3 separate regions of the Mus musculus genome follow, and regions 1 and 2 are each linked to region 3. The links are chromatin contacts, called in public promoter capture Hi-C maps. All regions are on one chromosome and are shown on one strand. The core of a region is the stretch at or near the end of the contact, and the rest is flanking DNA. Distances in the headings are between cores, read along the strand shown. Region 1 holds the start of Gab3 (growth factor receptor bound protein 2-associated protein 3). Region 2 holds the start of F8 (coagulation factor VIII). Region 3 holds the start of Hcfc1 (host cell factor C1).

Region 1 (4,811 bases), core at 1,030-3,529, 1.1 Mb before region 3:
TTAGAGATATTTTCTTAGTTTGTAGGAAGGATAATGGCATTGCTTTGTGTGAATATGTTGTTTCTATAGTAAGTTTATTTTGTGTATAATGATTTTGTGTAGTTAGTAGCAAGAGGAGTATTTTGTGTGTCTCAACTTATATTTTCCTTGTATATTTGGAGAAGTAGGAAAGCTAAATAAAGATATTTAACATTCTCTTATCTAGATTTTTCCATAAGAATTGTGTTTGGCTAATTATATAGGTTTAGTGTGAGACACAGAAATCAGTGAAGAGAACAGATGGTTGCAATGACATGAGTTGGCAGCAGCTGGAGTCCAGCTTTATGACAGATCCTCATTCTCTGCTTTGTACTCTTGGTATACCTTGAAGCCCTGACTAGTGACACTCCTTGATTTCATGGCTCCTGTTCTGCCAATGAGTTTGCTAAGTGCTACCTTTGTGAAGTTAACCCATCCCCACTTGAAACACCTAGAATGAACTCTCTCCTTTGATCCCTGCTTATACAATGATAATGAACCCTGCATATCATCTCTCCCTAGACATTGTGAATGTCATGTTGAGAGAATTAGTTTTTGTAAAATTTTCTTCTAATTATCATTTCCAAGTGAGAAGCACTATACCAAGGAAAAAAGACCATTGCATATTAGGAAGCTGACCAGATGCCACCAAACATCACATGGATTGTAGTCACATCTTGGATGCTGATTCTAACTTTACTATGGTGCTTTCCAGTTTTTATTTATTGATTGATTGATTGACTGATTGATTGGTTGGTTGGTTTTTTTGAGACAGGGTTTCTCTGTATAGCCCTGGCTGTCCTGGAACTCACTCTGTAGATCAGGCTGGCCTCGAACTCAGAAATCCACCTGCCTCTGCCTCCCAAGTGCTGGGATTAAAGACGTGCGCCACCACTGCCTGGTGCTTTCCAGTTTTTAAAGTGTGTTCACAAAGAGAAGGTAGTGTTTAGAGGGATGAACTCTCTTTTTTTTAAAAAAGATTTATTTATCATCATATGTTATATATTAATGTATATTAATTAACACACACAATTAATTAATATAATAATATATTGATTAATATATTGTTATATGTTAATTATTATATTAACATTAATTATATTACTATAAGTACACTATAGCTGTGTTCAGACACCCCAGATGAGGGCATCAGATCTCATTACAGATGATTGTGAACCACCATGTGGTTCCTGGGATTTGAACTCAGGACCTTTGAAAGGGTAGTCAGTGCTCTTAACTGCTGAGCCACCTCTCCAGCCCAGGGGCTAATTCTTGAGACAGACAACTAACTCTGCTATTGGTAACTTCCTACGTGTGTGCTCTATATAGGGGGCAGTATTGTTCTGTTTCTTGTCTTATGCATGGGCAAAACTGACTCAACAATATAGCTTATAGGGTGTTTGTGTAGATGCTGTGAAGCACTTATGACAATGGCTGGCATATGGTACTCAGTAGTCACAATAAATATCAGTTTATTTTTGTTATTAGAGTTCCCAGCATACAAGCTGGCTCAACCTTATATTTACCTTTTAAAACCCCAGAGTTTAGTAAGGTGCAGCTAGTACTACTGCTGAATTCAGATCATTTTTGTTCATTAGAACATTTAAACAGTTCTGCCCTGGAAGCTCATTATTGAACACAATGATCTTTGGAAGAGGGGCATAAAAATCACACTACTTTGCAAACAATCAAGTGGAGCAGGGAAGTGGAAGAGGAGTCTTTCTTTCTCTGTTAACTATATACATGACAGATATGAGCCATAGATTTTTGTTCTGCAGCGTCTGAGCTAAGGAAACCAACCCTTTTGACATAGCTCTTCAGGGATGGTGATGAAAGCAACAGGATCATTGGCTGCCATTAGGTCACCTAGTGTTTTCCTGGGGGGAGGAGGGGTGGCAGGCTCCTTCCTCCCTCTGCTATAACTATGAAGGTAACAATCTAGGCACCTGGGAAACAGCAGCAGAGCATCCTGCTTGGGGTCTCCAGAAGCAGAGCCTCCTGCAGCACAGCAATTGCTCGAAGAGGCTTTCTTATCTTTGCTGCTTATTCCACCCCCGCCCCGCCCCCGCCCCCGCCTCCGCCCCCCCCCCCCCCCCGCAGTCTAAACTCAAGAACAGCGACTACTGTCCATCCCTTCCTCAAGTCCTGGGGGTGGGAGGAGGGCGAGGAGGGGGCGTCGCTCAGCAACTTGGGGCGGCGCTATGTAGGTAGGAACGCCCCATGGCATCCCTGGCTAGACTTCCTCCTGTCGCAGGCGGCCAGCCCAGCTGGAGGAAGCAGCAGCAGCAGCAGCAGCAGCAGCAGCAGCAGCAGCAGCAGCAGCAGCAGCAGCAGAAGAAGAAGAAGAAGAAGAAGAAGAAGAAGAAGAAGAAGAAGCAGCAGCAGCAGCAGCAGCAGAAGCGGCTGCGGCGGCGGCGGCGGCCAGGATGAGCACTGGTGACACTGTGTGCATGGGCTGGCTCATCAAGTCGCCTCCCGAGAGGAAGCTGCAGCGCTATGTGAGTAGGGGTGCCGACTCAACCCTGGCCTTCGTGCCCTCGGTTCTCTGCTCGTGGGGTGGCCGTGTGTGGCCCTGGGGAGTCCCTGACTCTAGGCGCGCCAAATATAACTGTTCCCAGAGCCCTAGCTGCAGGCGAGGCCATTGGACGTTGGAAAGTGAAATCGCACGTCAAGCTGTTCTGAGTCCTGCAGCAGGCTGGCCTGGTGCCTCTTGCCTGCTGTGTTCAGTGTCTCTATACTGCCACACTCAGCGGTAGATGGAGGTGGGTTGGAGCTGAAACCCCCAACCCAGCTTGTATGCTGGAACAACCAGAGAGACTTCTCTAAAGGGTGCCCTGTCTCCAACTGGAGTTCCATTTCACAGCGAGAACAGGGCGAGGGACAGGGACGTGGACAGTAAGAGGAAACTTGTGTGGGCCACTCAGTGAAGCTGCTGCATTCCTCTTGTAATGAGTACTGTCATAGCTATCATAGAACACTCTTGTTGGGAGCCTACCACACAGTGTAACTCTTTTCTCATTATGTCCCTTCTCAGCATATTCTTTATGATGACATGGAGCTTTTCTAGTACAGCTGGAACCATTGACATTTCCTATTATGAAATAAGGAACCCCGGAGAACTACATCTTTCTACCCGTCATATGACCATATTTAAATAAGTTGCACACAACTCAAAAAGTTCATTATATCTAGTGTTCTCAGGATAAGATCATAAAAATATTCTGCTTAAAGACTCGATTGTTACTGAGCTGTCTTTAGCCATTAACAAGAATCACTTTAGTCCCCGGGGGGTTGTATATACAGATATTAGGATTTCTTGCCCTTGGGGTTTGGTGGAACTGGAAGTAGCTTGATGGATCCTTGTCCTTTATAATTTCTAATTTCTCTGCAAAACCAAAGCATGCAGGTGGGAACTACCCTGTTCAGGTTTGCAGTCAGCTGAGGCATTCCACCACAAATGGGGTTCTACCTGGTACTTATGTCTATAGCTTTCTAACTGGGGTCCTTATTTCACCAGCCAGTACTTTTTTTTTTTTTCATATTAAAGAGCACATATCATGTAGAAATTCAGGGGTGGAATTATAAGAAGATATCAATGATGTATGGATATTTCTGAAATTTGTAACAGAAGCTTTTCCTGAATATGAAGTTTCTCAGTGGTCCCTTACCCCATTCCTGAGTTAGACAGTGACTCACTCTTAGCAGTTTTCCATACAATCTAACTCTTTTTCTCATCATGTCCCTTCTCAGCATATTCCTTATGATGATAGGTTTTTGTTGTTTGTGCTATTGAATAAAAGAATGTTGTTCTACTAAGCATGTAGCCATCACAGATGCAAAATATAAACACTTCTTTGAATAATATCAGTATGCTACCTCCCCCCATCTTTCTCTCTGAGACAGGGCCTCTACATAGCCTTGGCTGTGCTAGAACTCACTGTGTAGACCAGTTTGGCCTCAAAGTCAGAGATCTACCTGCCGCTTCTTGAGTGCTGAGATTAAAGGCATTGCCACTATACCTGGCCCCACATCATGCTTTTGATTTCACAAATTCCTAAGCACAGAGTCCCACATCTCTCATCCAAGCTGTTTCCCTAACTTTTCAACTACTTTGAAGATGTATTGATGGGCTACAGCGATGGCTCAGTGGTTAAGAGCACTGACTGCTCTTCCAGAGATCCTAAGTTCAATTCTCAGCAACCACATGGTAGCTCACAACCATCTGTAATGAGATCTGATGCCCTCTTCTGGTGTGTCTGATGACAGTGACAGTGTACTCATATTAATAAAATAAATAGGGTTTTTTTTTTGTTTTTTGTTTTTTTTTTTTTTTTGGTGTTTTCGAGACAGGGTTTCTTTGTATACCCCTGGCTGTCCTGGCACTCACTCTGTAGACCAGGCTGGCCTCGAATTCAGAAATCTGCCTGCCTCTGCCTCCCAAGTGCTGGGATTAAAGGCATGCATGACCACTGCCACTTCCTCCCAAAAAATAATTCTGAGAGAGAGAGAGAGAGAGAGAGAGAGAGAGAGAGAGAGAGAGAGAGAGAGAGATGCATTGATACGGAATACTGAGGAGGCAAAACATGTTCCTATGTCTCACATGGACAGGTAGTGCTGCTCCCTGGTGGTGGTGGGGGTTCATGAAGATGGGTCGTCCATAAATCTTGTTCTACAGATTGACCATCTTGAATCAGCTATTGGAAAGTTCATGCCACTGTGAAAATATCCAGTGTTTCTTTAAATGACTCTCATTACAGGCATCAAGGGCAAGATTGAAAACATTCCAAGGCATA
Region 2 (4,664 bases), core at 579-3,078, 1.4 Mb before region 3:
TCCGATCCCTTGGGACTGGAGAGGGGAGTGATACAAATATCTCAATTAGAATTGAGCACTTTATTGCCTCTTATCCTCTGTACATATACTAGTTGTGAGTCTATTAGAAAAAAGAAGATTCTTAGATGAGGAGTGAAAGATCCCCTATTTTATCGGTATAATAGTAAAAAAAATTGGGAGGAGACAGTTTATTTTTGTGTCCATTTAGGAAAGCAGTTCTTCCCTATGACTTAGGCAGCCATGGGGTTTTGGCTTTCTAACAGGTATCGGTTCTATCCTGTGGAGTGGGCCTTAAATACAAACATGAAGTGATTAGTTACTCCTACTATATTTATGCCACTACCATAGCAATGAGGCTATTTTGACATATCAGTCATTATATAGTACCTCACAGGGTTCTTAGATGCTTTGTAAGACTGTCAATAACTTGTCACCCCAAATAGCACACATGTAACCTTCCAGCACTGTGAAATCTTGTCAGTGCCAGCTTGATTTCCCCATGTTTTATGACTCAACTATGTTGTGTCATCAGCAATACGATCTTAACCATGAAGTTCTGTAGATTGCCAAAAAATTGGCAGTACCTTATAATGTTTGGGGGTTTATGGAGCCAACAAACTCCAAAAGAGGTGACCCATTCCTGGCACTGGGCTTTATATTTGTTACCCTGCAGTGTTTAGTAGGGACATTGTCATCCTGATGTAGGGGTAACTCCATTTAAATTCTTATATATGTATACATGTATATTTTATTTAAAAAGCTTCTACAGTAGTAGGTTTTCATATTTTTTTCAAGTATCTTTAGTGTTAATAATCACTACCCATACTCACTTCTCTCTCCTGCCCTCCTATCCTTACCCCACGTAACCCTTCAACTTCTCCTGTTCCCTTTTCATATCAACTGCAGTATATCCCATTTCCCTTGAAATCTGCCTTCCCTTGTTGGCCCCTTGCTAGTTTCCTGATCTCTATGGATACTCCAATTTAAGACAGATATCTAAAGATTCAGAGTTAGCATTCACATGTGAGAGAGAATCTGAGGCATTTGTTTTTCTGGGTCTAGGTTACCTTATGGAGAATGATTATTTCCAGCTCTATCCATTTACCTGCAAATTTAATTTCATTTTTCTTTACAGCTGAGTAATAAATATTCCATTGTGTGAATGTACCACATTTTCATTATCCATTCTTCAGTTGGTGGATGTTGGCTCTTTCCTTTTTCATTCAATTATGAATTGAATGGCAATGAATATGGATATACAAGTATCTCTATAGTGGAATGTACAATCCTTTTAGATGTATGCCCAAGAGTGATATAGCTGGGTCATATGATAAGTTTGTTTCCAGCTTTTTGAGGAGGGAGGGTGTCTTAGTTAAAGTTTCTCTGGCTGTAATAAAACACCATGACCAAAAGCAACAGGGTTTATTTCAACTTATACTTCCATGTAATAAACAATTCACTAATCAATTTCACTGATGGAAATGAGGACAGAATCTCAAAAGGGCAGGAACCTGGGTGCCAGAACTGAATCAGAGATCATGGAGGAACATTGCTTACTGACTGATCATTATGTCTTGATCCGCCTATTTTCTTATACAATTCAAGAACACCTGTCCAAGAGTAGCTCTGCCTATGACTACCTGGGGCCTCCCATAGTAATCATTAATAAAAAAGCAACAGCAAATAAAACATATGGTACAGGTATCCTATCTGGATCTCTAGGCCATGTGGGCAGCTGGAAAGTTTCTGCGGAGAAAGTAGGCTGGAATCTGGTGAATCCCAAAGTGGAAGCTTTTACATTCCATGCAGACTCCAGAATCTTCACTATCTAGAGTTTCTTTGCTACAGGTACCAAGGAACAGTCTTTTAGAATAGGCTAGGAATTTAAATACACCTGAACGCCCCTCCTCAGTATTCTGTTCCTTTTCTTAAGGATTCAAACTTGTTAGGATGCACCCAGCAGGAAATGGGTTAAGCCTTAGCTCAGCCACTCTTCCTATTCCAGTTTTCCTGTGCCTGCTTCCTACTACCCAAAAGGAAGTAATCCTTTCAGATCTGTTTTGTGCTAATGCTACTTTCACTCACAGTAGATAAACTTCCAGAAAATGCTCTGCAAAATATTTAGGACTTTTTACTAAATCATTACATTTTCTTTTTGTTCTTAAAAGCTAAAGTTATTTTAGAGAAGAGTTAAATTTTCATTTCTTTAGTTGAACATTTTCTAGTAATAAAAGCCATGCAAATAGCACTCTTCGCTTGCTTCTTTCTGAGCCTTTTCAATTTCTGCTCTAGTGCCATCAGAAGATACTACCTTGGTGCAGTGGAATTGTCCTGGAACTATATTCAGAGTGATCTGCTCAGTGTGCTGCATACAGACTCAAGGTAAAAATCCTCTGTCAAGTGCAACATTGTGAAGATGTGATTTTGACTGTGTTTATTTGTATGACCCAACTCATACATATATTACAAATGATGAATTAAGGTTGTTTCTACTGACATGGAGAAAAGTCTACTAGGTGTTTCTTAGTGTAAAAGCATATAAATTATGTATAATATTCCATTTTTATAAAATTAATAATTACTAATCAAAACTCTGTGTGTGTTTGTTTGTGTGTATGTGTGTGAGAGGGTGGTAGGGAAAAGACATTCTAAGCAATTAGACTGCGTAGACTAAGGGGTCCAGTCAGTAATTTTTAACTTTTACAATGTTGTTGTTACACACATTATTTCTACACAAAAGTACACATCTACACAAAAAAAATAAACACATTCATCTCATTACCATTTGGAATGGAGAGGGTCTTTATCATATATTGTTATGTACTGTGTTCATTAACTCACCAATTCACTCATTTTGTGGTACTTCGGGTCTCCTGTTTTATTTATGAATGCTTTATCATTGAGATAAAATCCCAGACACATTACTGTTATTTTAGTGAATAGATTATCTGGTGGTATCTTGCTGGAACAAAGGACATAGTTCTGTTTTAGTTTTTTCTTTTGTTTTGTCTTTATATCTCTGGCTGGCCTGGGACTCACTATGAAGACCAGAATGGCCCAGAACTCCAAAATATCCACTTGCCTCTGCTTCCTAAGTTTGGGATTAAAGGTATGAGCCACCACAATCAGCTGTTTTAGTTTAAATTTTTAGAACGTTCAAGACTCTTCATGCATTTTGATCTTCAGAGCATGGGATTATACTTACCTCTGCATTTGCATCAGGAATAAGTCTAACATTATTGCTTAATTTTTTCCAGTCTTATAAGCATAGAATATTGTATCTTTAATTGTAATATTTTATTTGTAATGAGATTCATCATCTTTTAAAATGCGTGTTGGCTATCAGAGTTAATTTTTCAGACTTTACTTTTTTTATGTTTCACCCATATTTCTTTGGGGTCTTCCATTTTTTTTAGCTGCAAAAACACTTATTACATGTATTCATTATCCTTTATTTATATTATAATTTCTCCTAAGATTATCTATCTCTTGCCTTACTTTATAACTTACTTATGAAAACACTTAATTTTTATAGTCAAATATTAATTTTTCACATCCTTAGTTTTGACAGTGTTGGTTAAAATGTCTTTCACACCTCAAGGTTATATGTATGTCCTTCTAGATTTTGTTGTAAGAATTTAGTATTTTTGACTCTAATTTATCTTGACATTTATTTTGAATGGTATCTAGAGAGTGATCTATTTAGCTTGACTTCCATCTGTGTAAATAGCCTATCATAATTGCACCACCACATTCACCTCTCTAGCTTTATTTTTAATCATCATTAGTGAGTTTTGGTATTAAAGTTTGGTTTAATTTATCATATAAATTGGTGAGTATTCCATCCTTTTCTATAGAATTCTCTGTTATTTAAAAATTAGGCAAGACTTACTTATGATTCCATTTGTCCCCAGTGAGATTTAGGATAGTGTTGATAACATTTCCAGTGGAAAGCTCTTTTAGTTTTAACAATTGCTTTGCTACAGTGTTTTACTTTTTCATGAATCTTTAAATTGTCTGTAGTTACACGCCCTTAAATTCCTGTGTCTTTGCTAGTTATTTGTGAATAAGCTTGCCAAAAATTTCCCTGTTTTGTTTGTGGTAGTTCTTTAAAAGAATGAATTTGGAGGTTTTATTTTATTTGAGACAGGATTGCATGTAGCCCATATTGGCTTCCAACTTATTATGTAGATGATAAAGATGACTTTGAACTTCTGATCCTCATGTCTCTACCTCTTGAGTTCTGAAATAACAGGTATGCACCACAAAATTTAACATTTCTGAGTTGTTTTTTAATTTGAGGATTTTATACATGAGTAAATTTTATTTGCATCATTTTTACCCCCTATTTGCCCTTCCGACTTTCTCATGCACCCCCAAATATTTCCTCTCAAATTTATGTGTCCATTGGTACAGAATGCCTGTTCTGCCCAGAAGACACTATCCCAAAACAGTCATTCTGGTCCTTAGTCTCTTATAATCTTTCTGTCTACTTTTCCATTATGTTTCCTAAGTCCTAGATATACTTTATTACAGATTTCCCATTTGGGTCTGGTCCCCATGGCCACCTATTCTCTACATTTTGACTAGTTGTGGCTCTCTCTAATAGACTCTGTCTCTTGCACAAAGAAGCTTGAGATATCAGAGCTGTACTTACCTATGGT
Region 3 (4,313 bases), core at 1,629-4,128:
TCTTTGTAGCTTAATTCCTTGTACCCTTGAACTGCCATGACCCTTGTTCTAGGCCAAACAGCTCTTTAGAAATTACCCCTAGCAACTGACAGGGAAGACACATAGTGTTGGCTCTTAGGTCTTGGGACTATTGGGAATATCCTGCCAAGTGTGACAATGTATCTTGCCTTCACTCCACCTCTATTTCTGTAGAAACTAGTTGTGTAGCAGGCATTTGCTCCAAATTTCAACCACTCTGTCCAGCTAACAACTTCCCAGCTAAGGAACATCTTCATAAAATACATGTTCTTTACACATGCCTTTTTCTTGTGGTTGTATAGATTTAAGCACCAGCCACTGTCACCTCCAAGCTGGAACAGAGGTAGCTTTTTGGCTTGCAGTATTTATGAGAACATTCTATTGTGCCCAGGACTGTCCATTGAGATTTTTCTGCAGATGTGAAGGCATAGAAAGGGACACTCCCAGATTTGGATAACCATAGCCACCTATAAGCCCCCAGCCCCCAGAGGAACTAATTGGTAGCTTCTGATTTTGAGAACAAAACATGCTGAATTCAGTTAAGCCCCTGGAAGACCAGCAGCTCAGATCCTTTATTTTACAGGAAAGTGTTTGGATTATAAAAGAGACTGGCCAAGGTCACCAGCTCTTAATGGTGCAACAATATAAACAGGGGCTCATCTCTGGCCTTTACTAAATGAATATTTGCAATTGGATAAACTAAAGCTGAGAATACTAAATAAACTTAATACATGAAAAGAAGATTATTACATATTGTTTACAGTATGATATGGTAATTTGCACATGATATTGATATCAAATTATAAGATCTACAGCAGGTTCAATACAGCAACATTAAAGTTATTCAGGCTGCCAGTAGAGCTTGTAATTTAATTTCTAGATCTGTACAAAGCAGCTACAGGACCTATAGTGATCTGTACATATCCTTTGATGACAAAGTCACAGGTGTTTCTGATACTCCTTGTTCTGCTTCCTACATTTTCAACTATAGGAAATGTCAAAATTCCACTAGTAGTTAAAATAAGGATGGAATAAAGAAAGGTTAGTGTGGAGAAATAATCTGCTTTTAGTGTGTGCTCTGGGACATCAGTTTAGGACCTCTGTGCTACAACCTGCCTATGACAGTGATGACAGTGCTGTGTCTAAATGGCCTCCTTGGAGACTTGGAACGTAGACATGAAGACGATAACGCTCCTTTTTCAAGGTTGTTGTGTGAGCTTACAATATTGGCGCGAAAAAAAACAGCGTTCACCATCCGGGGATTTTTACTTCTCTGCCTTTGCTGGGGAAAATTCAAATCTCAAAAAAGGGCGGACCCATAAAGATGTTGTACGCCTGCGCAAAGGTGGGGCGAGAAGCCCTGGGAAGAAGGCGGGGCGGGTGACGCGAGTGGCGCAGACTGCTCCCGCGCTGGCTTTGCTCCGGTGCCGGTAGCCTCCCAGGGCCGCTGGCTGCGGGTAGCCTGGTGCGCTGCAATTCAGAGCGCGTGGCCGAGTCCTTCGGGAGGCGCGGGCGGATGTGGAGACGCCTCGGGGTGTTGCTGGCGCTCCTGGGAGCGGGCAGCAGCTCCGCCCCTGTGAGCTCATGGCGTCACCTTCCGCTCTGGCCCCGCCTGCAGCTACCCGCTGTAGCTGGGTTCTAAGTGTCGCAGAGTGTTCGGAGCGGGAAAAGAGATGCTTCTCAGCAAAGGGTGCAATCGCAGTATTCTTTGCCACCCTTAACTACCATGTGTCATGCCGCCACTGCTAGTTAAAGGCCATTTCTCTGGTTTGTGTCCCATCAGCGACCTGGGAGACAGTTCCCAGGGGGCGTGGCCAAGCGACTGAACGGAGTTAGATTTTCATCCGGGCATCCCTAGATGCCGCGGCCATCTTTGTTTTGTGCTGAAACTCGCTATTGACGCCCGCAGACGACCGGGCGTGGGGAAGTGGCAAGATGGCGACTCCCAGAGTGGAGGCGTGGAAGAGCCCTGGTGGGGGGGAGTGCAGGGCGGGGCACTACTGCACCTGACCTGAACTCTACTGTCTCTAGCTTACTGCACAGAGCACCAACTCGCCCGCAAATAGACAACGCACTGGTTTTTAAAGAAGCTTTTAATTCTTTATGAGCTTTGGGTCCTTTAAGAGGCTTGAGACCAGAGTCAAAGACGTGCGAAGGCGGGGAGGAGGGGGAAAGGTGACGTCTTCTGACCCCGCCCCCTCGCCCGATAGCCGCCATGTTTAGTTGTTACTTCTTCACACAAGATGGCGGCTCCCAGGGAGGAGGCATGATCGCCCTGCCGTTACCGCTTCTTCTGCCGTACAATTGTCACTTCGGGTCTTAACTCCTGCTCTTTCGAGCGGCTCCTGTGGGAAGGAGTCTTAAGGAGGGAAGCGAGGATTGGACGCTGCCTTGCGTTTGGTTTGCTGTGGAAGAACTGTCCAGGAAGAAGAGGATAGGTGGGGTGGGGGGGGGAAGAGAAGCTAGTCTCAAGATGGCGGCTCCCAGGGCGGCCGCCACAGCCTGAATAGCAGAGGCGGACTCAAGGGAGAGGTGCAAAACCTCTCGAGCCATACGGGTCGGGGCTTCGAGCAGCAACTGAGAGTTGGAGCCCGTTCCGCCAGCCTCTGACACGCCTTTATTACTTAGGAACGTTGGGGTTCTGCGATCGGTGGTTGTACTAAGTGCTGGGTGGGGAAGCAGGACGGTTTCAAGATGGCGGCTTCCACAATTGTGGTCTGACTGTCGGCGAAGTTGAGACAACCGCGGCATTTGTGGCTCTTTTCCACCCGCCCCGGAAGCCAGCCAGTGCTGGGGACGGGGGGTGTGGGAACCGGGCCGGGGCTCCGCCATTTCCGGCGGGGGAGGGCTACGACTGAGGAAGGGAGGAGAGAGAGGCGGCTCAAGATGGCGGCTCCCAGAGCCTCCTGCTCGAGGTTCTAAGCGGGAACACCCAGGCAAATAGTTAGAGCGACGGCGCTCAGTGGCCTCCAGCTTCTCGGGAATAGGTGCTCTGCAGTTCTGAGAAGCTTTTAAGGATACGAGCTGAGTGAGAAGGGGGGGAAGAGCCAAAGGAAGGAGGATAGTTAAGATGGCGGCCTCCATGGAGTCGTCCACCGCTGTGTAAGGAGCCGCTTCTTCGTGAGAGCTGCCTTAGACGAAAGGGGGTGTGTGAAGAATTAAGGGTATCCTCCCATTCAGTGACCTCTTCCCACTGCATCCTTAACCGGAACTATGGCTTCGGCTGTGTCTCCCGCAAACTTGCCAGCGGTGCTTCTGCAGCCCCGCTGGAAACGGGTGGTGGGCTGGTCGGGTCCCGTGCCCCGACCCCGCCACGGCCACCGTGCAGTGGCTATCAAGGAGCTTATAGTGGTGTTTGGCGGCGGCAACGAGGGGATAGTGGACGAACTACACGTGTACAACACTGGTAAGTGCTACCGCCCTGGGTTTCTCAAAGTCTTCCCTCCATCTCTCTCCTAACCCTTCTTTTCCCTATCTTCTCTTTTCCTATCTCACTCCCCTGATGTGTTTTCCTTCTCTCTTTGCACTTATTGCCATCTTTGCTTTCTCCCTGATTTTTCAACCCCCGTTCTTACACCCCCGTACTCTTCTGTGTTTAAAGGTTGCATTTCGGTACTTAGAGAAACCCTCTACTCCGACTGGTGAGGGGGAGGGGATGTCGCGGGCGACAGTGACTTCAGACGTACACCGTTACCCAGTGGGCTGGGGCTGGCGCGGCAGCGGATGTGTTCTCTTGGCGCAGGCGGAATCCTCCCCCCTCCTGCGATAGTCCTCATCTCCAGCGCCCATGCTCGTTCGGGAGAAAAGATAATATTTAGATCACAGATCCGTTCTCTACACCCAGAAAAAAAGAGGGAAGCATTCTTTAAGGTGCAGGCTTTTAACAGACTAATGAGACCCTCGTGGCAAATACGAATGGCATGATGACTATACTGCCCCCCCCTACACACACATGGGGGTATTGTACCAGTTGTGAATTTTTGTAGTTTTTTTTTCCTTCAAATTATTTCTTTTCCTAATCTGGTGCCTTAACAATTGAGTTCCCCCACCCCGCCCCCCATAGCAGACTGGAGGGCTCAGTGTGTCTTTTGTGTGTGTGTGTGTGTGTGTGTGTGTGTGTGTGTGTGTGAGAGAGAGAGAGAGAGAGAGAGAGAGAGAGAGAGAGAGAGAGATTGAAGGGGTTAACTAGTGCCTCCTTCCCCAAACCCAAGCCCTTGCAAATTGGGAGGAGCCTATCTGCAGGTATAGCTGATCTAAAGCCTGGCCTCTGTCCCCTCCCTTATGGGAGCCACATG

The links. Promoter capture Hi-C pulls out the DNA fragments that hold promoters and counts their contacts.
Region 1: a contact with region 3 is called in a promoter capture Hi-C map of the C10 cell line, with 6 times the contacts expected there. The contact joins the promoter of Gab3 here to the promoter of Hcfc1 in region 3. A contact is called at or near these places in 3 of 39 promoter capture datasets (the C10 cell line, erythroid cells and pre-B cells).
Region 2: a promoter capture Hi-C map of erythroid cells shows a contact between it and region 3, with 34 times the contacts expected there. The contact joins the promoter of F8 here to the promoter of Hcfc1 in region 3. A contact is called at or near these places in 2 of 39 promoter capture datasets (erythroid cells and pre-B cells).

Annotation. Positions count from the first base shown.
Region 1 is chrX:75,082,373-75,087,183 of GRCm38.p6, reverse strand. It overlaps Gab3 (growth factor receptor bound protein 2-associated protein 3), which reads left to right and starts at 2,279. Exons shown (of 10, transcript NM_181584.4): 1 at 2,279-2,516. The coding sequence starts at 2,445.
Region 2 is chrX:75,377,205-75,381,868 of GRCm38.p6, reverse strand. F8 (coagulation factor VIII) reads left to right here and starts at 1,828. Exons shown (of 26, transcript NM_007977.2): 1 at 1,828-2,382. The coding sequence starts at 2,237.
Region 3 is chrX:73,964,922-73,969,234 of GRCm38.p6, reverse strand. Hcfc1 (host cell factor C1) reads left to right here and starts at 2,878. Exons shown (of 26, transcript NM_008224.4): 1 at 2,878-3,424. The coding sequence starts at 3,232.